7 separate regions of the Mus musculus genome follow, and regions 1, 2, 3, 4, 5 and 7 are each linked to region 6. The links are chromatin contacts, called in public HiChIP or PLAC-seq and promoter capture Hi-C maps. All regions are on one chromosome and are shown on one strand. Each heading gives the region's core, a stretch centred on a gene start, on an enhancer-like site or on the middle of the called end of the contact. The rest is flanking DNA. Distances are from core to core; before and after follow the strand shown. Region 1 holds the start of Slc9b1 (solute carrier family 9, subfamily B (NHA1, cation proton antiporter 1), member 1). Region 2 holds the start of Slc9b2 (solute carrier family 9, subfamily B (NHA2, cation proton antiporter 2), member 2). Region 3 holds the start of 4930539J05Rik (RIKEN cDNA 4930539J05 gene). Region 4 holds the start of Cenpe (centromere protein E). Region 5 overlaps Manba (mannosidase, beta A, lysosomal). Region 6 holds the start of Lamtor3 (late endosomal/lysosomal adaptor, MAPK and MTOR activator 3). Region 7 holds the start of Manba (mannosidase, beta A, lysosomal).

Evidence for each region. Promoter capture Hi-C pulls out the DNA fragments that hold promoters and counts their contacts. HiChIP or PLAC-seq counts read pairs in DNA pulled down with a chosen protein or histone mark.
Region 1: a contact with region 6 is called in an H3K27ac HiChIP or PLAC-seq map of embryonic stem cells, with 9 times the contacts expected there. The contact joins the promoter of Slc9b1 here to the promoter of Lamtor3 in region 6. A contact is called at or near these places in 3 of 39 promoter capture datasets (cranial neural crest, embryonic stem cells and second pharyngeal arch cranial neural crest) and 1 of 115 datasets of contacts at active chromatin or transcription factors (embryonic stem cells).
Region 2: a contact with region 6 is called in a promoter capture Hi-C map of hippocampal neurons, with 5 times the contacts expected there. The contact joins the promoter of Slc9b2 here to the promoter of Lamtor3 in region 6. A contact is called at or near these places in 3 of 39 promoter capture datasets (hippocampal neurons, pre-B cells and second pharyngeal arch cranial neural crest), 1 of 115 datasets of contacts at active chromatin or transcription factors (pro-B cells) and 1 of 9 other capture datasets (liver).
Region 3: a contact with region 6 is called in a promoter capture Hi-C map of pre-B cells, with 11 times the contacts expected there. The contact joins the promoter of 4930539J05Rik here to the promoter of Lamtor3 in region 6. A contact is called at or near these places in 12 of 39 promoter capture datasets (the 3T3-L1 cell line, the C10 cell line, the HPC-7 cell line and 8 more), 1 of 484 Hi-C or Micro-C datasets (CD8 T cells), 8 of 115 datasets of contacts at active chromatin or transcription factors (astrocytes, embryonic stem cells, forebrain and 3 more) and 2 of 9 other capture datasets (adipose tissue and liver).
Region 4: a promoter capture Hi-C map of pre-B cells shows a contact between it and region 6, with 8 times the contacts expected there. The contact joins the promoter of Cenpe here to the promoter of Lamtor3 in region 6. A contact is called at or near these places in 3 of 39 promoter capture datasets (hippocampal neurons, neutrophils and pre-B cells), 1 of 115 datasets of contacts at active chromatin or transcription factors (astrocytes) and 2 of 9 other capture datasets (adipose tissue and liver).
Region 5: an H3K27ac HiChIP or PLAC-seq map of embryonic stem cells shows a contact between it and region 6, with 7 times the contacts expected there. The contact joins the enhancer-like site here to the promoter of Lamtor3 in region 6. A contact is called at or near these places in 2 of 39 promoter capture datasets (liver and pre-B cells), 3 of 115 datasets of contacts at active chromatin or transcription factors (embryonic stem cells and stem cell-derived neural progenitor cells) and 1 of 9 other capture datasets (adipose tissue).
Region 7: a contact with region 6 is called in a promoter capture Hi-C map of stem cell-derived epiblast-like cells, with 4 times the contacts expected there. The contact joins the promoter of Manba here to the promoter of Lamtor3 in region 6. A contact is called at or near these places in 4 of 39 promoter capture datasets (hippocampal neurons, liver, pre-B cells and 1 more) and 1 of 115 datasets of contacts at active chromatin or transcription factors (astrocytes).

Annotation. Positions count from the first base shown.
Region 1 is chr3:135,346,497-135,349,479 of GRCm38.p6, reverse strand. It overlaps Slc9b1 (solute carrier family 9, subfamily B (NHA1, cation proton antiporter 1), member 1), which reads right to left and starts at 1,451. Exons shown (of 13, transcript NM_028946.4): 1 at 1,358-1,451; 2 at 707-1,153. The coding sequence starts at 711.
Region 2 is chr3:135,306,130-135,309,026 of GRCm38.p6, reverse strand. It overlaps Slc9b2 (solute carrier family 9, subfamily B (NHA2, cation proton antiporter 2), member 2), which reads right to left and starts at 1,327. Exons shown (of 13, transcript NM_178877.6): 1 at 1,246-1,327. All of the region lies in intron 1 of Gm46826 (a long non-coding RNA gene), which reads left to right.
Region 3 is chr3:135,437,355-135,440,235 of GRCm38.p6, reverse strand. 4930539J05Rik (RIKEN cDNA 4930539J05 gene) reads left to right here and starts at 1,571. Exons shown (of 3, transcript NR_030689.1): 1 at 1,571-1,815. It overlaps Ube2d3 (ubiquitin-conjugating enzyme E2D 3), which reads right to left and starts at 1,110. Exons shown (of 7, transcript NM_001356597.1): 1 at 438-1,110. The coding sequence starts at 461.
Region 4 is chr3:135,210,981-135,214,064 of GRCm38.p6, reverse strand. Cenpe (centromere protein E) reads right to left here and starts at 1,502. Exons shown (of 46, transcript NM_173762.4): 1 at 1,351-1,502. The coding sequence starts at 1,406.
Region 5 is chr3:135,545,352-135,548,386 of GRCm38.p6, reverse strand. Manba (mannosidase, beta A, lysosomal) reads right to left here. Exons shown (of 17, transcript NM_027288.3): 10 at 751-837. Among named protein-coding and RNA genes, the nearest start is that of Manba, 61 kb to the right of the region's middle. Within about 2 kb of position 1,601, at least 18 of the 459 cell types and tissues checked have an H3K27ac peak or open chromatin away from gene starts, as enhancers often do. A contact at or near this core is called in embryonic stem cells, where this site is marked.
Region 6 is chr3:137,917,144-137,920,073 of GRCm38.p6, reverse strand. It overlaps Lamtor3 (late endosomal/lysosomal adaptor, MAPK and MTOR activator 3), which reads right to left and starts at 1,519. Exons shown (of 7, transcript NM_019920.2): 1 at 1,411-1,519; 2 at 1,156-1,201; 3 at 119-153. The coding sequence starts at 1,164.
Region 7 is chr3:135,484,278-135,486,990 of GRCm38.p6, reverse strand. It overlaps Manba (mannosidase, beta A, lysosomal), which reads right to left and starts at 1,380. Exons shown (of 17, transcript NM_027288.3): 1 at 1,134-1,380. The coding sequence starts at 1,310. Gm30992 (a long non-coding RNA gene) reads left to right here and starts at 1,390. Exons shown (of 3, transcript XR_376111.4): 1 at 1,390-1,881.

The sequences.
Region 1 (2,983 bases), core at 202-2,701, 2.6 Mb after region 6:
CACACACACACACACACACACACACATACATACATACATACACATACATGGGCACACTTATATTAATTAAATGTAGTTTGAGGTAGATAGAGGATATGATGGTGTATAAATTTTCCCCTGATTACTAGGATTGAATCAATTTTTGAATTGCAGGTCCTCATCCTTACACTGAAAATGTTACATGCTCACTGAGGCATCTCTCCAGCTGCTACCTTTTTTGGAGCCAGGGCCTCTCATTGAGGGGCTCACCCACTGGTTAGAATGGCTGGCCACCTGCCTTTATCCTGGCAGTGCTAGGATTATAGACACAGCCCATGATGCCTGGCATATGTAGGTGACAGGGTTCCAAATTCAGTTTCTTTTGTTTGTACAACAGATGTTGTTTGTACAACATCTTCCTAGCTTCTGTATGTACCTCTTACAGGCATGGTAACAATGAAAATGGAAAATGAATTTCCCACATGCAATAGTAAGGTTTTTTGTTTTGTTTTGGGGTCCTTTTTCGGTACTGTTGCACAATGACAGGTGGCCTTCCTAGGTGCTAAGTGCATATCTCCATCAACCAATCTGATCTTTCACAGGGTATGAGGTACTATATGAAAAAGTATTCATGTCACCAGGCTCTGTTTCTAACTATTAAACATACAACAACAGAAGGACAATTATTTAGCATTCTTTTTGCTGGTATTAAAATTTCTTAACCTACCTCATCTTTCAGGAGTTTGTCTGCAGTCTTAAGATATCTTACGTTTCAGCAGGGAACTTTAAAACCTAAAGGTGACAAGCTTTTATGGCATCTTAATAGGGAAGAATTCCAAGAAGAGCGCCACCACAGAGCACGGTCAGGACTCAGGAGAGCGCAGTGTCTGACACACTGTGTGTGCAATTACAGCCCTTAATCCTTAAAAAGCATTGGTGTTGAGTGCTTGTCCGCTGCGATAAAGCCAAGAGGAATCCTGGTCAGGGGTGTGGGGGAAGGAATGAGAGCCTTCCGAAAATCAGAGACCAATCCTGGAACACATCTGCAATTACAGGTGCACGTGAAGGTTCACCTCTCCGGATTCACGATTTGTACAAATACCATCTGCCCAGTGGGTTAATTTTGCTGTCAGTCGTGATGGAAAGATCTCTTCTTTCTTATTTGCAAGAACTGCTGAGAGAAGGAAACAACAGAGGCTTGCATTGAGGGAGGAAAGAAACCAGGAAGAGATGGAAGAGGGCTTCCAGTACGATGGAGCCATGTGAGAGCGCTCCCTTAAAGGGAAGGGAGGAGGCCTTCCTTGGCTAAGGACAGGGAGGTGACAGCAGGAAGGTACCCAAGGGCCTGGAGCAGAAGAATGGAGAAAACTGGGCGTACCTACACTTCCTTTAGCAACTCTCACCCGCTCAGGGACCAGCAACCGTCGTCGCGTGCAGGAGGTCAGGAGAGCCAAGGACCCAACCTCCAGGACGGAAACTGGGCTGGGATTTACCGGAAGCAGAAGGGCGGGGCGGGGCGGTGCTCTTAATGGACTTCCTGTCTAAGAACTTTTTTTTTTTTTCTTTCTTTTCATAGTAAACGTGGCAGGGTCTCTCAAATGCTTAATCACATGGATTTTATGTTAATATTTTAGTCCTACTTCAAGGCCAATGTCTTTTCATTTTGTTTTGTTTTTAAAACAGGTTTCACAAGCAGCCTGCTTCAGTCTCCCAAGGCCTGGGATTATAGGTGGCTTCACCATATTAGGATTATTGGCTTCAAACATAACTCTTGATCAAGTGGTTATAACGATCACTGTTTTCATTTATTTATCTTTCTAGTTAGTCGAATTACATAGGAATTCTTAGGCAGTGCCAACAACTCCCCTCTGTCAATACCCAACACACGTCCCTGAAGAGCAGGTAGAGTGTTATTTACAAACACGAATTGATAGTTAAAACGAAACATTTGAGAGCATCATGTAATTGTGATTGTCCTAAACATGACAGTCAAGACTTAACATGCTATACAATATATGCTGTATGTGGGAATTTATATAGTTTTTTTTTAAACTAACAAAACCTATTTCCCATAATCGTGGATGGCAAGGTGTGTATTTGAATTCAGAAAGGCACTGTAAAGAGAAAATGATGTAAAATGAAATGTTAATCCTGTAGAAAGACAAACAAACACTTAGATTGAAGGAAACATCTAAAGTCTTTACTTGAAACAATGTTTACTATGTCTACTGTTCATCCTCATTGGGGTCTGGAACTACATTATTACATTTCTAGTGTGAAGGCAGACTTGCAAACAAAAAAAATTTTTTAAAGATTTATTCATTATATCTAAGTACACTGTAGCTCTCTTCAGACAGCACCAGAAGAGGGTGTCAGATCTCATTATGGATGGTTGTAAGCCACCATGTGGTTGCTGGGATTTTAACTCAGGACCTTTGGAAGAGCAGTCAGTGCTCTTAACCGCTGAGCCATCTCTCCAATCTGCAAACAAAGATTTTAAAGTGCAAAAATAATCATTGAAGGGCCGTAAGATAAGCCATTAGATTCTGTCCTTTCTCATAGAGACTCCACTCAGGGCCCTTAATCTCCTGGTTTGCAAACTCTCAGAAGAGACTTATAAATTAAAACTTGAAATGAGAGTATAATGATAAAGGCCAAGCAGGAGCCCCATGAGGGACAGGTGACATAGAGAAATAGAAAAAAAAAAAACTAATCTCAGAGCAGAAAGTCCTGGGATGAGTAGTGTTCACAGGGGATATTGTAGCCTTGGCCTGACAAATACCTCCCTCCTCATTCTTTCTGGAACCCACACGTCTCTACCCATGTGGTCCATATGAGGCTGTGTCCCTTCCCCGTGCTCTGACCATGCTTCAGAGATAAGGACAGCTCAGGCAGTGGGGCCAGCGTCTTCCCTTTGTCACAGAGAAAATGTTACACAGGAATGTTAACTCCTACCTAGTGAGTAGAAATCACTGTGAAAGGGTTCTTAAGTCTGGACCAAAAG
Region 2 (2,897 bases), core at 78-2,577, 2.6 Mb after region 6:
AAATTCTGTCTTCACACACACCAGAAGAGGAAATCAGATCCCATTAGAGATGGTTGTGAGCTACCATGTGGTTGCTGGGAATTGAACTCAGGACTCTTAACTACTGAGCCATCTCTCCAGCTCTCCTTCTGGCTCATTCTTAATTCCTCTTGTGGGTACTCCAAAAGGGCTGAGAATATAGTTGATGGGGTTGTAACCCTAAAGACTTTTTATGCCAGAAAATATATAACATGCCCTAGTCAGTGGGTTGGTGAGTTTTTTGTCAACTTGACATAAACTAGAGTCATCTGGAAAGAGGAAATCTAAATTAATAATATGCCTCCATCAGATTGGCATGTAGACAAGTGTGACAAGACATTTTCTTGACTAATGTTTGTTGGGGGGTAGGGCCCAGACCACTGTGGGTCCCCATGGCGGTCCTGGAGCCTATAAAAAGGCAAACCGAGGTAGCCATAGAGAGCAAACCTGTAAGCAGCATCCCTCCATAGCTTCTATTTAGTTCCTGCCTTGAGTGTCTACCGCAAATTCCCTTCTTTGGACTGTGAGCCTGTGATATGAAATACATCTTTCTTCCCCATGTTGCTTGTGCTCCTGGTGTGTATCACAGTTACAGGGGGCTGTCACTTTGCCCACGTCCCCAGAGCAGCGTGCATGCTCAGGATCTAAAGTCTTGTTTAGGCATACTCTGATCCCAGAGCTGCGTTCTGAACTCCTGGAGGGTGGAAACGGTATGCAATCCACACGTGATTATCTCCTGTGCCTGCTTAGCTCAGAGAAGACATGCAGGTGTCTGCTGAACCTTCAAACCTATGAATCGGTAATCCAGCACCCACCCACGATGCAGCATCTGTATCTGCTAAGGGGCGGGGCCGTCTCAGAGGGAAAAGAGAGTAGACCTGCTCCAGGCAACTGCTCCACGGTCCACCTTACTTGCTGGGGGCTTAAAGCTCCCTGCCGTTAATGTTTTGGTGAAATCAATCTCACCGGAGTCTGAGCAAGTGTGTGACAAGAAGCTGATGCCTGGCAAGTAAGAGGGCTACAGCTCACGTGCTCTGAGCAGGCATCACATTGTCTAGGGTCTAGACTTGAAGATCCTCAGCACCCAGTCCAAAAACTGAGAGCTAAAACAAAAACAAGGAAAACCCCCGCTCGAACACACACACACACACACACACACACACACACACACACACACACATTCCCGTACCAGCTATGCGCATGGGTTGTTTGCTCGGTGCTACTCACCTCATTGCTGGCAGTCTGCGCAGGCCTCCTGGCTTCCGTTGAGTGGGAGTTGAGCCTAGGTTTACCAAGGCGTGCTAGGTTAGGGCGGTGCTGTGGCTGGGGGCCGGCGGAAAACAGGGAGGTCCAGTGGCGCGGGGCGGGGTAGGGAGGGGCGGGGCAGGGAGGGGCAGGGCGGGGCACACTCTCAGTTCAGGGCTCTGCTCATTCAGCCAGAGGGAGACCCTGGCCCACGCGCCCCAGCTTCCAGCAGCCTCTGGCCACCTCTCAAGGCTAAGAGCAGCAGGCTCTCTCACTGTTCCTGAATCTCCTAAATTCTGTAATCCGACGCAAATTCCAGGACTCTCAGTGTCTTCTCACAGGCAGGGTTCTTTCCTTCAGGTGACAAATGGCGGAGTGAAACCTTGGGCCAGTGTCTGTCACTGTGAGCCTCTTGCTATGTTGTTTTACTGTAACGCTCCCTCCCATCAGCCATTTAATTTTTTATTTCTGACTTCCAGTTTGGTGTCTTCCTCCCTCCCCCCCCCTCCCCGTTTAAATCGGAGTTGGAGTTTGTTAGGAGATTTTAACATAGATTTTAAATATTAGGGGTAAGGGGATGAAATTCTCCCAAGCAGAAAGATACATCCAAGTCCAAGTGGGGGTTTATGAGCATCTCAAAGGAGTTGCTCTCGTCCATTATCTGGTCTTACTCTTTGAGCAAGTGCTAAGTTCAGTCTTGGATTTCAAGCATGCAGGTGTATTAAGCACATTTCTATTCCAGACAGAAATCCTCCGAATGAACCTAGGCTCCATCCAGTACCCTTTCTCAGAGGAAATGAAATGATTCTTTTCCTAAAACGAACTCATTTTCTAAAACTTGCAAAAATTTCCATTCTCATTGGCTTCCTCTTCCTGCAGAACTAAGACATATTTTCCTCCCCCAACCCTTTGGTCATATGATGTTCATTTGATATGCCTTGATTTTATTGGCGTGAGTGGAAAACATTGAACTTTTGGGCTAGATTCACTCTGGTTTCATTGCTTGTAACCTCTGAGCTCTGACAGAAGTAACGGAACATCTCTCTGTTGCAGAGGTCACTGTGTTTAAACGAATTCATTTGTTTTTAACTATGTGTGTTCCTGCTCACAACACACATGATGCTCTACTCCTGAAGGGACTCTGGTCAGCTTGAGGTGGCAAGCATGGCTCAGGCATTTCCCTCTGCACTGCTAAAACCATTAGATTCCATTCCTAAAGCTAGCCACCTAGGCTCATTCCCTTAATTGGCCACTTCTTTCTCCTGAGGCTGACTACCAAGGTCCAACTATCAAAGGATTGAAGTCCAGCAATTGAAAGCCCCTTCGGTTCATCTAATTAACATGCCTGATTAAAATTAAACACTTCATCCTAACATGAGGTTTCCCCTTGTACCTTAAACTGCCATTTTCCTGTATGCCACATCTGTCACCTCTCTATCCAGAGGCAGTCCTTGATCACCTTCTGGGATAAATATCCCTGCCCCCTCTCCCTTGTCTTTTATCTCCTATCTTTGAGTCTTACTCCCTGCCCTCTGTTTCTCTGGAGCAAATAAATCTTTGTGCTGGGTACTTGGTCCTAGAGGTCCTGAGTAGATACTTTTTCTAGGAACTCCACTGTTCCATTCATTCATTCA
Region 3 (2,881 bases), core at 322-2,821, 2.5 Mb after region 6:
CCAGACTCTCAGTCAAGTTTGGAACAAAACGTTTTTCATCTGTTACATTCCTTTCTTTTGAATGCCAATAAGCCTTAGCAGCTGTAATAAGTTTTGAAGAACCAAGACTAGGAAGCAGCACCATGACATTAGCCGAGGGCCTGTACACAATTCTACTTCCCAAACCTGACTCTTAGGCAAAAAACCGAGGAGCCTAATAGCCACGCTCCCTCACCCATACTTACAGATTCTAGTGAAAAAAGCTAACATTTCGCTTACCCAAACCATTCAGTTCCCTATCTTACAGCTCATTTCAAAGTGCACCTGCCTTTCCTTAACCCAAGAAAAGGTATTTTCAGAATTGTATCCACCACCAGACCCACGCTTTTTTTCCTCTGGGCCCCAAGCCTCCTTTCTTCCCACAACCCTGTCCGCACCATTTAGTCCAAACTGCTCACCTTATTAATCCGTTTCAGCGCCATAGTCTGTGCTTTTCGCCGGGCTCCTCACTATCCCGAGGTGTACTCAAAGGTCCGGCCAAAATTCTTGATTATCCCGGCGGCGGGGAAGGGTTGTCTCTTCTTCTCACACCGGCTCTGCCAGACACAGGCGCCTTTTTGCAAAAACGGAGCAGGTCAGCGACTCGCCAGGGCCTCGGAGAAACCCTGCTGACTCCAGAACCCTGAAAACCGCCGCGATCCCGGCAGGGCGGGGCGGGGTGGCGGAGCCACCAGCTACCGAGATCCGCGCTTCGCCCCAGAGAGGGCGAGAGGGTGACGGGAAGCGCCGAGAGGTGGTTACAAGTTTAACTTCCCGGCCTCTTGAAAGGAAGACGAGCCCCGGGTGGGAGAGGAAGAGGCGGAGGAGAAAGGGGTGGGTGCGGGGCAGGGTCCAGAGCCGGGCAGAGGAGGAGCCGGGGCCTAGTCGGCGCTAGGCCGGCGTCACTCGGGCAGAGAAAGGCAAGGGGGAGGGGAGCGGGCGGCTCCGGACCGACGCCGGGCTCCTTTCGGTTTCGGCTCCAAGGGACAGCGAGCCAGCACAAGGCAATGGGCCCCGGGTGCGCTCCCGTCCCCACGGCGAGGGCTGTTCTGGGTCGCCCCTGACACCACCGTACTCTCCGCCTCGCAGCGCGCTCCTGCGTGCGCGCGCCCGCCCGCTCGCTCGCCCGCCACCTCGCCACCACGCGCCCGGCGGCCGCGGAGCTCCGGCGCGAGGACGCGCCCATGCCCCCTCCCCCTGCGGCCGGGCCCCGGCTCCGCCGCCGGCCTCTCCCCACCCTACCCCACCCAGCCGCGAGGGCTGCCCGCTCGGGCCGCCCACAGCCCCCCGGGCACCGCGCCGGCCCCGGCCCGTCTCCCTCCCCTTTCCCGAGCTGTCCACACCCACGCGTACAGAGGGCCGGGGCCTCCCTCGAGCTGCGGCCTCGGCCTCCTCCCCGCGCGGCAGCTGGTGCCTCCCCGGCCCTACGGGGCTCACGCGCACGGCACAGCCACAAGATGTCCGCTCTGACGGAACTACTGCCAGCTGCCACGCTCCGCCCCTCCCCCCGCCTATTCACCGCCGCGTATCCGTCCGCCAACGCCGCCGTCGCGAGCGCGGGGCGAGCCGAGGGGTTCAGGGGGGAGCGGTTTGCTTCCCTCGCTCGGGCCGAGTGGACGTGCCGCCCGCTTGCCGTCTCCCTGTCGGAACAGCACCTTCTCGCTAAAGCGATCGGAGGTCGGGCCGGGAGGGCGGGGGACGGAGGCGGGTCATGGGCTGAGGGGGAGGGTAGGCGAGTGGCGGAAACCCTTAAATTCAGAGAAGCATCGAGAACCGGAAGGAGACCTTAGGAGGAAGGTAATGGAAGCGGCAGCTGCGCGGTCGAGGCCCCACGCCCCTCCCTGAGTGGCCCCCCGTTTCCTCACTTGGGATGGAGGTGGCGGATCTCGCGAGAACCTCGTGGCAGGCTCGCAGCAGCTCCGGGTCTGCAATGACTTAAGGGCAGTTTTGTGCTCTCTTCCTGGCTCGGGACCCGCCCCCAAATCCGCAAGTTATCGCGAGATGCGCCGGCAACCCCCCCCCTGGGCTCTTACTGGGCGGGTCTTGCGAGGGAAGCACCGCCCCTGAGTGCTTATGCTAGTGGGCGGGGGAGGAAATGGAATTCCCCCGACCGGCCGGCCGTCGCGCGCCGACACGGCCCTCCCCCGGGCGTCCAATCGGGGAGGTGCTGTGGGCGGGGCCGCGGGGTGACTAGATGCCTTAGTCAAGGTGGAGCCGGTTCACGGCTTCTGCCGGCCCAGGTGATGGAGATTTCTTCCCGTGCTCCTCAGAGAGGGCTGAGCAGCGCGAAGAAGCTCCCCTCAAATTAGGAACAGCAAATTAAAAGATCCAGGCTGAGTGCTGATCGCACCGCCAAGTGCGGACACATGCGCGTTGTTAACCCCGAGGGGCCAATCTGAGAGCAGCGGCCTGCAGGGTTCTGCGTTTGCATAGCCTTAACAATACAGCTTTATTGTGATCGGATTGGGTAGAGCCTTAGGTATGGAACCGCAAGAGGAATATCCTAGAATCGTCTTTTCCTTCTGCTGTTTCAGTTTTTGAGCCCCAAAGTGACAAAATACTAGGGAATCGGTCTGGATTAAATCCTGGGGGTGAGATCTGTTAAGTGTGCCACTGCCCTGTTTTAGTCTGCCCTGCATAAAATGTAGAGGGCCGTTTGTCATCGAGAGTACTCTTTGGGTAAAAAGTAAGACTTTAACTTTTGAAAGACATTCAAAAAGATCAATATGTTTAGGTTTTCTAGCATCCTTAAACGACCCTACTTAAAGTGGAGGTCCTTCAGGACTACGTGGAAATAATTTGAATTTTGAGAACCTGTTGCAGGCAATATTCCGCAAGTAAAATGATAAAAGTCAATGTATAG
Region 4 (3,084 bases), core at 253-2,752, 2.7 Mb after region 6:
AAGATTTAAGTAATATAATTTTATGTTTAACTATATTCATAACTATCTTTGTCTGCATAGGCTCTACTTCCTCTCTGAAATCTTTAAAAAAAACAAAAAAACTTCTGGAATCTTCCGGAATACTTGACATGCCCTAAATCCCCTGAACTATGTCACTAATCTCTTTCTGTTCTTTACTTTGAGACATTGTCTCACCTTGTTGGCCTGGAACTCACTAGGTAGCCCAGGCTGGTCTACAACTAAGATACACCTCCCTCTGTCTTCTGAGTGCTGGGGTTAAAGGCCTGTGCCACCATGACAGACACCACTAATCTCTTCAGTGCCACCTTCCTCTAAATTCCTATTCGTACCAAACACCACATCAGTCAAGCAATCTGGAAGTTGAATCTCTGTGATCTATCCATCAATGAACCACCTATTCTGTAGTGTTAGCGTTTTCCTGACACCAGGTACCCCATGTCTCTGAAGGCCCAGTGGCTCTTTCAACATTCTGCACAGTTTTGTTTTGTTTTTCTTTTTTTTTTCTGTGTATCGTTAACGGCTTATGTCTATAGATATACTGTTTTAGTTTGCTTTGTGCTGCTGTGATAAAATATCATGACCAAAAGCAACTTGGAGTGGAAAAGGTTTATATCAAAAGCAACTTGGAACGGAGAAGGTTTATATCAGCCTACACTTCCAGCCCCAGGGAAAGTCAGGGCAGGGTCGCAAGCAGGAGTGGAGGCAGAATTCATGAAGCACATTGTTTATTGTCTTGCTCTCTCTGGGTTTTGCCTACGTAGCTGTCTTACACAGCCTTGAGTTCCATGAGTAAGAATGGAACCACCCAGACTGGCCTAAGCACTGCCCATATCAACCAGGAACTAAGATTCCACCACAAGGACATGCCCACTGGCCAACTTCATCCAGGTAGTCCTCCAATGGAGACTCCCTTAGATATAGCTGGCTGTCAAGTCAACAGCTAATGCTAACTAGGAGCCAGCTTTTTCCCAAATTAGGGAAGGAACTTAAATGCAAGAAATAATCAATTTTGAGAATCTCGCCTATCGACCACCCGTTTAATACCAATTTCTCAAGCTTTAGCATCTCTAGCTGAAGGCCAGAAGCCAGCAAACCCAGTAGACTTCATCAACCCCCTCTTGTCTTTTCTTTCTGGCATTCCCGACCTTTTCCCACTACTGAACATTCACTGTCTCCGTCCATCAGGCGAGGACGGCAGTGTCCCCTGAGCAGAACTACGCGCAGTCGGACCGTGTTTTCGGGGAAACGGAGTCCTGCACCCGGGTGTCGGTGTGACTCGGGGCAGCGCGGGCTGGGACGCAGGTCCCCACGCCGCCCCAGGCCGCCTACCTGCTGTTGAGGGGTCGCACACGAACACAGACAGCCACTGAAGCCTCCTCGGCCATCCTGTCCGCTGCAGACTAAGGGAAACGAAGGAGAGCAACGGCGCCGACCGAGCTCCCGGGCCGCCCCGCCTTTAAGTTTAAAATGTCCTCAAGGTTGCAGCGGATTGGGTGGCGCAGCGTCATGACGTCACGGGACAGTCCAAGTGCTGCGGCGAGTGGGGGTTGCGGGGGGAAAGGCGGGGCGAGTCCATGGATGGGGAAGGCGGGGGAGACTCAGAGATCCCGGAACTGAGAGCCTCAGAACTCAGCTGGAGAGAAGTTTTGTGTTAGAGTCACGCCTGCAGAACAAAAGAATTATAATCTTAAAAAACAAACAAACAAGAACTCCAGACTAGACCAAACCAAAAAAAGCTTTCGTTTTGTTTTAAAGCCTCCAATGGGAACTCACTGCCCAGCCAGGAAAGGAAGATTTTCTTTTCTTTTGGAACTGCTTTGAGGCGTTGTTGTTTCTTTTCTTTAACTTTCATTTCTCTGGACGGTGAGTGTAAGAGCCTCATGTAAGGGAGAGAATCATTGACACCTGGGAAAATGTTGTGGGGACATGACAGTGCTGCACACTAGAGCATGGATTACCCGAGAAATCCCCAGTACTAGGCATGGAACACTTCTTTTCATGTTGGTTAGAGTAATCCAAGAGGCTCCCAAAATAATAAAGCTACGCCTTAGGGACGAGGCTTCTAGCTCAGAAACAGCTGGAATTTTCTAATTCCCGACAAGTCTGAAGTATGTGGTGTCTCCAGGCAACAATGACTTAACCTTCAGCCTCAGGGAGGCAACCAAGGACAATTTGGGGATGTCAGTTCTCTCCTACCACTAGGTTCTAGGGATTCAACTTTAGCTTGGCAGCCAGTGACTTTACTCACTGAGCTATCTTCCCTGCCCTGTTTTAACTTTTTTTTTTTTTTTTAAAGTGGGCAAATATATATTTAGCTGTAGGGAACAAACTTATGAAGGGGAAGAAATGTTATGTCATTAAAGGCTCAGAGGCAAGGAAGGGATTTTTTAGAGCAAGAGTATTATTTTCACAGCTGTGATTTTGTCACACTGTCTTTGCTAACATTATATAGCAGGCAGTATTTATTAAAGATTGACTGTATTCCACTATATGATCTATGCTGTTCATCAAGAGATAATTATTAGAAGGAAAAAGAGAGGGACTGAGAGGGTAGCAGAAGAGGTGAATTTGACAAAAGGACGTAATATTCAGGTATGAAAATGTCATAACAAAATGAAACGTCTTGTACAATTAATATACACTAATGAGAAAGAGATGGTGCTTGATGGTTCAAGGCCAATGGGGGCAGTTTAATCAGTCTCACAATAACTGAAAAGGGGGCCGGAGCTGGGGAATCCTGCATCATTCTGTTCAATTCCTAACAGTACAGAAAAAGAGATATTCATTGTGAAACTGTTTTATGTTGTGCTTTTTTTTTTCAAACCCAGATACCAATTGTTTGATTTTACCAAAGAAGCCTAGGGAGCCAGATGCTGGGTATAAAAGCCTGCTAGCTCAGAGAGTCAGAGGAAGCACCCCGCTGACCCTCCTCCTCAGCTGATGTTCCAAAAGGAAGCTCTCCTTCTCAAAAACCCCTCAATTTCCCTTCTATTTCCTGTGCGTCTCTCTATCCGTCCTCCTGACTTCCTCTTATTTTCCATTAATAGTCCTGTTCTAAGTAAA
Region 5 (3,035 bases), core at 352-2,851, 2.4 Mb after region 6:
AAAGAAAAAAAATAAGACGTATTCATTTCCTCTCTTTTTAGAGGTGTAAGAATAGCATACCTGATACCCAAGATATAAGATACAATTTGCTAAACGCATGAAATTCAAGAAGAACGAAGACCAAAGTGTGGACACTTTGCCCCTTCTTAGAAATGGGAACAAAACACCCATGGAAGGAATTACAGAGACAAAATTTGGAGCTGGGACGAAAGGATGGACCATCTAGTGATTGCCATATGCAGGGATCCATCCCATAATCAGCCTCCAAACCCTGACACCATTGCATACACTAGCAAGATTTTGCTGAAAGGACCCGATATAGCTGTCTCTTGTGAGGCTATGCAGGGACCTAGCAAACACAGAAATGGATGCTCATAGTCAGCTATTGGATGGATCACAGGGCCCCCAATGGAGGAGCTAGAGAAAGTACCCAAGGAGCTAAAGGGATCTGCAATCCTATAGGTGGAACAACAATATGAACTAACCAGTACCCCGGAGCTCTTGTCTCTAGCTGCATATGTATCAAAAGATGGCCTAGTCGGCCATCACTGGAAAGAGAGGCCCATTGGACTTGCAAACTTTATATGCCCCAGTATAGGGGAACACCAGGGCCAAAAAGGGGGAGTGGGTGGGTAGGGGATTGGGGGGGGTGGGTATGGGGGACTTTTGGGATAGCATTGAAAATGTAAATGAGGAAAATACCTAATTTAAAAAAAAAGACTCTTAAAAAAAAAAAAAAGAGTAGCATACCTGGTAGGTGACTTCTTTCCTCACGGAGGCTAAGAAGCCAGGCTCAGTTGGATAAAGGGCACTGGCAAACATAAAGTCCTGCCACACCTGTAGGACAAAGGAAAAGGCGAGGTCATCGGGGTCACTGCACAAAGCAAGACTTGGTTCTCACTTAGGGGATTATCTTCCAAATAAAGGAAAAGCAAGCTCAGCAAATGCACCCACCTGAGCATCTCTGCAGAGGAAAAACGCCCACGCACGGAAGGGTCTTTGAGCGTTGCACAAAAATGTTTAGAAAATCGAGAGAATGTTAAGTAAGCAGGGATGAGGATCCAGATGCTTAGCCCAGTGTGGCCCTGGTGGGGACAGGGTGACTTGGTGACATGGTTCCTGCCCCTGGGACAGGGCCCTGGTGTGAACCTCCATGAGTGTCAATGGCTGCTGTGGGCGTAAGGCTTGTTTGTATAATAATGCGCATATTTCACATTCCTCCTAGGAATGACCTCCTGTTAATATTAATAACTCCATAAAAATTAGAAATAGCAGGAGTCGAGGATGTGGCTGTCTCTGCAAAATGGTAACTGCTGGGACCCTCAGGACAGCCCTTAAGGCTATGGGAAAGAGCTATAAACACATGAATTCAAAAATATATATAACTTCTCAACTATGCAAAATATAAGGATGCAATATGAGTTATGGGGGCTTCGTGAATCTAAAGAAACAAAGGCAGCTACACTCCGAGCCAGCTTGTCAGAAAGACACAAAGGCAGGCGGATTCCTGAGTTCAAGGTCAGCCTAGGACAGAGGGAGGTTAGGCCCAAGTGTGGTGGAAATGGTCTTTTTAGAGCACGGTCCCACCCAGCTAGCCTAGCCGCAGTGTTTAACAAAGGTACACAGATCTCTGAATCCTTTTGTAAAGTTAAGGGAAAAAACCGTATGCTTCCTGTCTCTTAAGAATCAAAGAGCTAGGGTCACAAGATGCTGATTCACAGGATAATCAAAAGGAAACCAGGAGTAAACGACTGGACTGGTATGCAAAATAAAAGCCTGGACTTGTGCTCTGCAGGAGATGAGCCATCCAGAGAACTTTTTAGGATAAAAAGAGAGAACTGCTGGGAGAATACAGACACACCCGAGCAAGCAGGACAAGTCAGAGAGATCCCTTAGAATAACAAGCAGCACACATGTCATCCTTGGACAGCTTGGATCCACCATCTGACCTTGAGTCATTCTTTTTTGCCGCTCCTAGTCACCCCTTCGGTTGGAACCCCTCTCCTAGCTGGTCCTTAGCATCCGGAAAAGGAAATAATGAGGGGGGGGGGAAGGAAGCTCTGTGGGTCTTCCCTCATTCCGATGACCTTCTCATTTCGCCAGGCATTTAGTAATAAGGAATACACTAGACTGTTAACTCTATAGTATGTTTAGAAATAGATGCCCACGTTAATAAAGAGACTGAGAAGTCCTTTCCCAGGAGGCCTGTGTGGGGCAGCTGAGCAGAGCCCAGCCCCCAGCAGCCTGCCTTCATGCCCAGATTCTACAGTACACAGATAGTGAACAACAGGGCGAGGCGTAGGTGCTCTTCCCGGGTCAGTTTAACTCTCTGTAAATGCGGACAGAGAACAAGAGTAGCCATGTGAAGGCTTGAACAACAACAACAAATGTATAGCTCCGAGAAAAAATGCCTGACATTCAATGAACAGTACAGAATGTAGTAGTCATTACCATGACGGGACCTCATTGTTGCTGTGATCCCAACTCTCTACTGGCTCTGTATTCCTAGAACTAAAAATAATATATGATCGCCTCTCCAAATCCATGAGTTTAACATCTGAAGATTCAACTATGGGTCAAAAATATCCACAAAAGAAGACAAAAAACAAAAACAAAAATCACAGAGAGAGAGAGAGAGAGAGAGAGAGAGAGAGAGAGAGAGAGGCATACACACATGTATGCACGAGCACACAAGATATAGAGGATATAATATAGACTGAACACATACAGATTCTTTTTCATAAGGCTGGAAAGATGGCTCAGGGGTTATTAAGTAAGGTCACTTGCTACTCTCACAAGCCCCAGCTCCTGCATGCTGGTTTACACCCAACTTTAACTCCAGGGCAAGGAGATCTGGTGCCCTCACCTAGCCTCCACGGGCACTAGGCATGCGCGTGCCACACACACCCATGTAGATATTCATACTTACAGTATGTGTGTCCAGATGTGTGTATTGCATGTGTGTGTATGTGTGTGTGTGTTTAATGTATCATGGCATGTATCAGTGGTATATGAAGTATGGTATGTGGTTCAAT
Region 6 (2,930 bases), core at 270-2,769:
TGGTAAATAATTACCATGAAATTTATAAAAATACTAATTTTAAAAGGAGAAACAAAATACTTTGTAAGATTAACACGTTGCACAGAATTTATTCAGCAACAAATCAATAATTTCTTACCTTGGCAACTTTTTGTACAGGAATCGCTTTAGATCCTGAAAGAGAATAATTTTTAAAAGACCATTATTACCTTGTGCTGTTCTAGCCCTGTCCCTATCCCTAAAGGACATGAACTCACCACTTGTCACTGGCATTTCATCTCTGACGTGTATAACTTGGGAGAAGTTAGTTAACCTTTTTCTAGGCCTCAGTTTCATTATATGCTTCGTTACATGTCTACAGGGATAATCACAGACCCTACAACCTAAGAACGCTGTCAAAGGTTAGTAAGGGCTATGTCAGTGTACTTGGAATTGGGACACACAAATACAGATTTGCTGTAAAATGAGGTCACGTGCTTCCTAATATTTTACATCCGGATGCTACCGTATTCACTTGAGAATCCTCTATAAATCTCTTCCCATGTCCGGGCATCCAGATTGCCCATGAATTTTTTTTTTTAAATGATCCTAATTCCGATAAACTATTCTAACATTCAGCTTCTTGGCAAAGATACTGACAATTATGACCTCCACTCTAAATGTGTGCTGTTTTGAACCTCTATCTCCCAAACTGAATGAGTGTCCTTTCCCACGTTACCACCACAAACTTACTTTTGCTCTCGTCTTAAACAGACACATAGAAACGGAACATAGCTTGTTAAGGGGGCACGCGTTAGCCATCCTTTTAGACTCCCAACACTGCCTACTGAGACACCAAGAGCATTATTTACTGGGAGAGGATTCAGAGCACTGTCCTATGAACAGGTACTGACTGGAAGGGCGGCCAGTCATCCTTCAGAATTTCCAGTGCCACCCACACAGAGTTCTTGTATGCTCCAATAGGATTAGGAGGTGGAAGAATATATAGTTCTCTGAGGCTAAAGCACCTTAGTGGCCCATCACAACCGGTCCTGACAGAAGCTCAGGCCCCTGCAAGTCCTTACTACAAATCCAGGAAGAGAGGCGAGGCTGAAACACATTTCTACCTTTCTCCTCTCAGAAGCCGTATGCAAACCTCCCACCTCCCCTTTTTCTTGGGAAGGGGTGTCAACTTACATCCGCCATGATGAACCCCTTTTCCTCGCAGAATCGATCTCCACTCCTGGAAGGAAAACTTCCGTGACTTCCCCCGCACCCGAGGCTTAGTCACCCTCTCCAGACCCAGACAGCATCACGAGATCCACCCTCTCCAGGGCCAAGCGAGAGCCCTGGATCTCCGTCAAGGGAGTGGGGAGGTTCCCGGGGACCCTGCCCGGTGGCCAGCCCACCTCTCCCCACCCACTCTGTCCCCGAGCTGAGAGGAGCGGCGACCTCTGCAGACGCACGCGCGCTCCAGCCTGGGAAGACCTGCCCCGGTGTTCCCGCAGTTCAGTCGCCTCTCTGAAGCCGCCTGTCAAGTCGCTGTCACATTACTCGTGACCTCCGCGGGATCCAGGAAGCACTTGCTGCACCCTCCAGTACCGGGACTCGGAACTTCCGGGGAGACCCGGGCGGAAATTGCGCGCGCGGCCGCCCCGCCCCCTGGAGGCTTTTTTTTTTTTTCCTGCGCCTGCGCGCTGCGCCACGAGCAGCTGGGTTGGCATCTGCGGTCCTTGCACCTTAATTTCCATCCAACTCACCTACAACGGAAGATGATCCTGTGCGGAGTATGTGTACACCTTTCCCAGACCCATTATGTAAATCTTTATGAATGAAGACGTTTGAGGAGAACAAACTGAGCAGCCTACTTATTAGAAGTCCCAGGTCCTTGGATAACCTAATTTACAAGCCAGTTTCCTAACGGTGCTGCTACCACATGTTCTCTTGGGTTTTTACCTAGAAGTGCAGGAGCCATGGGCCTATGGGCTCGTTTGCTAAGTCCGTTTTGAACACGCATGCACTGGGCTGCCTGCTTTGGCTCTTGGGCCTGCATTTGTTGTATCTTCTTAAAATAAAATAAAAACTGCCTATATTTTTTGTTGGTGTTTGTACATTCAAGAAAGCCCACTGTAAGGGCAAGGCAAGAAAGCTTAGCAAAAGGGAGGCTTCTCCATTTGCTTTGGCCCGGTGTTTCTCATTACTGACGCGTTGATAACTCTTTTGTGGTAGAGGGCAGCCATGTAATCCGCTTAGGAGACTCTGGTAGAAACCCTGAGGACAAACGAAAATCACCTGGGATCTAAATACTCCCCAGTGGCTGCCTGAGCTGGGGGGAGTGGGGGGAGGGCGGGGAGGGGGAATGGAAGCTGATGGCTTTTGCTGCAGATGTTAACAGTCGTGTACCGTTAAAGAAAACGGTAAGCTCTCTAGGAGCACCTACTTTGGAATTCTTTTACTAAATCGCCACTCAAGTTTCTTTTCATTTCCACAAAGTTTTAATACTTTTATTCTTTGAGAATTTCATACAATGCATTTTGATCATATTTACCCCTGACTCTTCTGCTCTAACTCCCCTTAGGTTCACCCCCATGTCTGTACCCTTCAAACTGTGTCCTCCCCCCCCGCCCCCATAACCTATCAAGTCCAGTTTGGGCTGATCATCTCCGGGGCCTGTGGGACTAGCCAATGGAGCATGGCCAACCTACCAGAGATCACCCTTAAAGAACACTGACACCTCTCTCAGAAGCCATCAATTGCCCATAGCACTTCAGTGTAGGTAGGCTCACCAACCATCCCCACTGCATGCTAGAATGTTGGCTGGCTTGATCTCCGGCAGGCCCGCTCAGCTGTGTGAGCCAGCGTGTTTGTGATAGCATTGGTTGGCCCACTGTGCATGAAGTTGTTCTTTAGTGTCTCAGCCCCCCTTTTGTTCATCCTTTGGGTTTTAGTTTAAGTTTAGTTTCTCAGTGAAA
Region 7 (2,713 bases), core at 131-2,630, 2.4 Mb after region 6:
CACACACACACACACACACACACACACACACACACACACACATTTTCCATAGGAAAAATGATGTAATTAGGCTGTGCATGATGGTAAACACTTATATCTCCAGCACATGGGAGGAGGAGGCAGGAGGATCAGGAGTTCAGGTGGTCCTCAGTTACATTGGGAATTCAAGGTCAGCCTGAACTACATGGGATCCTGTCTCAAAAGCCAGAAAAAAAAAAGAAGGTAAGGATAATGAAGACAATAAAAATTGGTAACAAAACAACAACATAAGACAAATGAGAATGAAAACAAGATATGGCATGTTTTTACTCATGTTGACTCTAGATGTAAATATATGTATTCATAAGTGTACGTATATAGGACACCATAATGGAAAGAAACTCCTTGAACGAGGGAGGGATCACGTGGTGGCAAGACCCAGTAAAAAGTGAATATGGGCAGAGAACATGGTGCACTCACATGAAACTATCATAAAGAAACCTACCACACTGTTGGATGACAGACTCTCATTTAAAAAAAAAATGTCAGCACGGTATTCAGGCTTTAGGATTGGGGTGTAGTTCGGTGGTGGTACAATGTGTGCTTAGTATACTCATGGTTCTGGGTCTCTCTCTCTCTCTCTCTCTCTCTCTCTCTCACACACACACACACACACACACACACACACCACACACACACTTGCACACACTCCCCTCCCAAATATTTAGGCTCCTCATTAGCATCAACAACCAAACTTTACTAGTGCTCTCCCCAATCCCTTGTGTTTATTTCAAACCTGACGCACGAGGCTTCAAAGCAGAAAAAGAAAACCCGGACATCCTAGGGTCGGCGAACTTTGATTAACTAAAAGCTACAAGCATCCAGATGATTGCAACAGTAACCCTGTCCGGAGGGAGAAAGGTAAGTCCTCTTAGGAAATGCTTGAGCAGAGAATCACCACAATAAGTAGACAGCAGACATACCGTTTGTTTCATATACACAACTTCCGCCTTCCAAGGTCACTGAAGACCCAGCGAGGGAGGGTCAGTGTCCACAACTGGCCTGAACTCCCAGGCCATTCCCCCAACTGCCCACAGCTGCACCTACTGACCTGGACCCGCATGGGGGGTGTGGGGGGTGACTGTGCGTCCTACCTGGATCAGCCCGTGCTGGTGCAGGGCGCTGTGCACATAGCCGGGGACAGTCGCCGGTAGCTCCAGGGAGCCATTCCCGTTGCTCACCCGCCAGCTCCCGCTCAGGCTGTAGCTAGGACCTGCCACCACGCAGCCGGCCCGAAATAGCGCCAATATCAAGAGCAGGTGAAGATGCATGCTGACCGCTCGCAAGCAGGAACCCGGCAGTGTCGCCCAAGCCTTGCCAAGGCCTGGACGCTGTGTCCCCGCCCCGAGCACGGACCCGCCCCCAGGTCAGCTGAGCGCTTCCCGCAGCCCTGCAGGGAGGAACTGAAGCCGGGACCCGCCACGCGGGTACAAGCACCGCCCAGGGCCAGGGTCTCTGCGACCTGTGAGCTGGGCTTCTCGCTCCAGCTCGATCCTGTAAGTGGGGCGCTCATCCGAATGATGAAAAGCGACAGAAAAGTCTGGAAAGCAGAGTCTGACCATTTGGGAGACGACAGGTGCGCGTCCACAATAGTACGCAGGCTCTGCCCGGGGACAGCTCCTACCACGCCTGACCAGCAGATTGTACATGGTCCCCCGGCCCCAGGATTTGTCAGGCTGAACGCTCCCTCAATACGCGACCTGCTGGGACTAAACAGTGCTAACTATAAACTCGTAGGGTTGCTTCAACTGTTGACTGAGAGGCGCCATGTGCTCCCTGTTAGTGGTGGCTACATCATGGAGCTGCTTCTGAGGTTCCTATGAAACTGCGTTAGTGTTACAGGTGAGTCTGAAATTCCCTCCTTCACTGTTGAGTTGTGGGACTGAACAAGCAACAGAATTCCCATTCCCTGAATTTAAAAGAATGCAGATGCCAAGCGTGCTGGCGCACGCCTCTAATCCCAGCACTTGGGAGGCAGAGGCAGGCGTATTTTTGAGTTCGAGGCCAGCCTCCTCGAACAAAGTGAGTTCCAGGATAGCCAGGGCTACACAGAGAAACCCTGTCAAAAAAAAAAAAAAAAAAAAAAAGAATGCAGACGCTTAGCCGGGCCGTGGTGGCATACGCCTTTAAGCCCAGCACTTGGGAGGCAGAGGCAGGCGGATTTCTGAGTTCGAGGCCAGCCTGGTCTACAAAGTGAGTTTCAGGACAGCCAGGTCTACACAGAGAAACCCTGTCTCGAAAAAAACAAAACAAAACAATGCAGACACTAATTTCAGAGACGGAGACGCAGGCTGGGTTCTTCATCTTCTTTTAAATAAACAAAACACCCCACATTTTACTTACTAATTTCATGGAGGAGTTGAATGGGGGTTCCTGCCACAGCGAGCGTGTGGAAGTCAGCAGACAGCTTGTGAGGAGTCCCAGGGCTAGAACTTAGGGTGTCAGGCTTAGAGACATTCCCCCTTAACGGCTGCTCTATCTCATTGGCCCCTGGGTTCTTCTCATGAAGCAAAACTCGGAATATATATATATATATATATCTACTACAGCTTAAGCAAGGACATTGAGAGACGCTTCAGAAAGGACAGCAGTACCCAGAGGACAAAGTTCAGCTGTCTCAAGGCAGAAGAGCAAGCATAAGGAAGTTGAAGTTGGTGTTTTCTGTGCGTTTGAA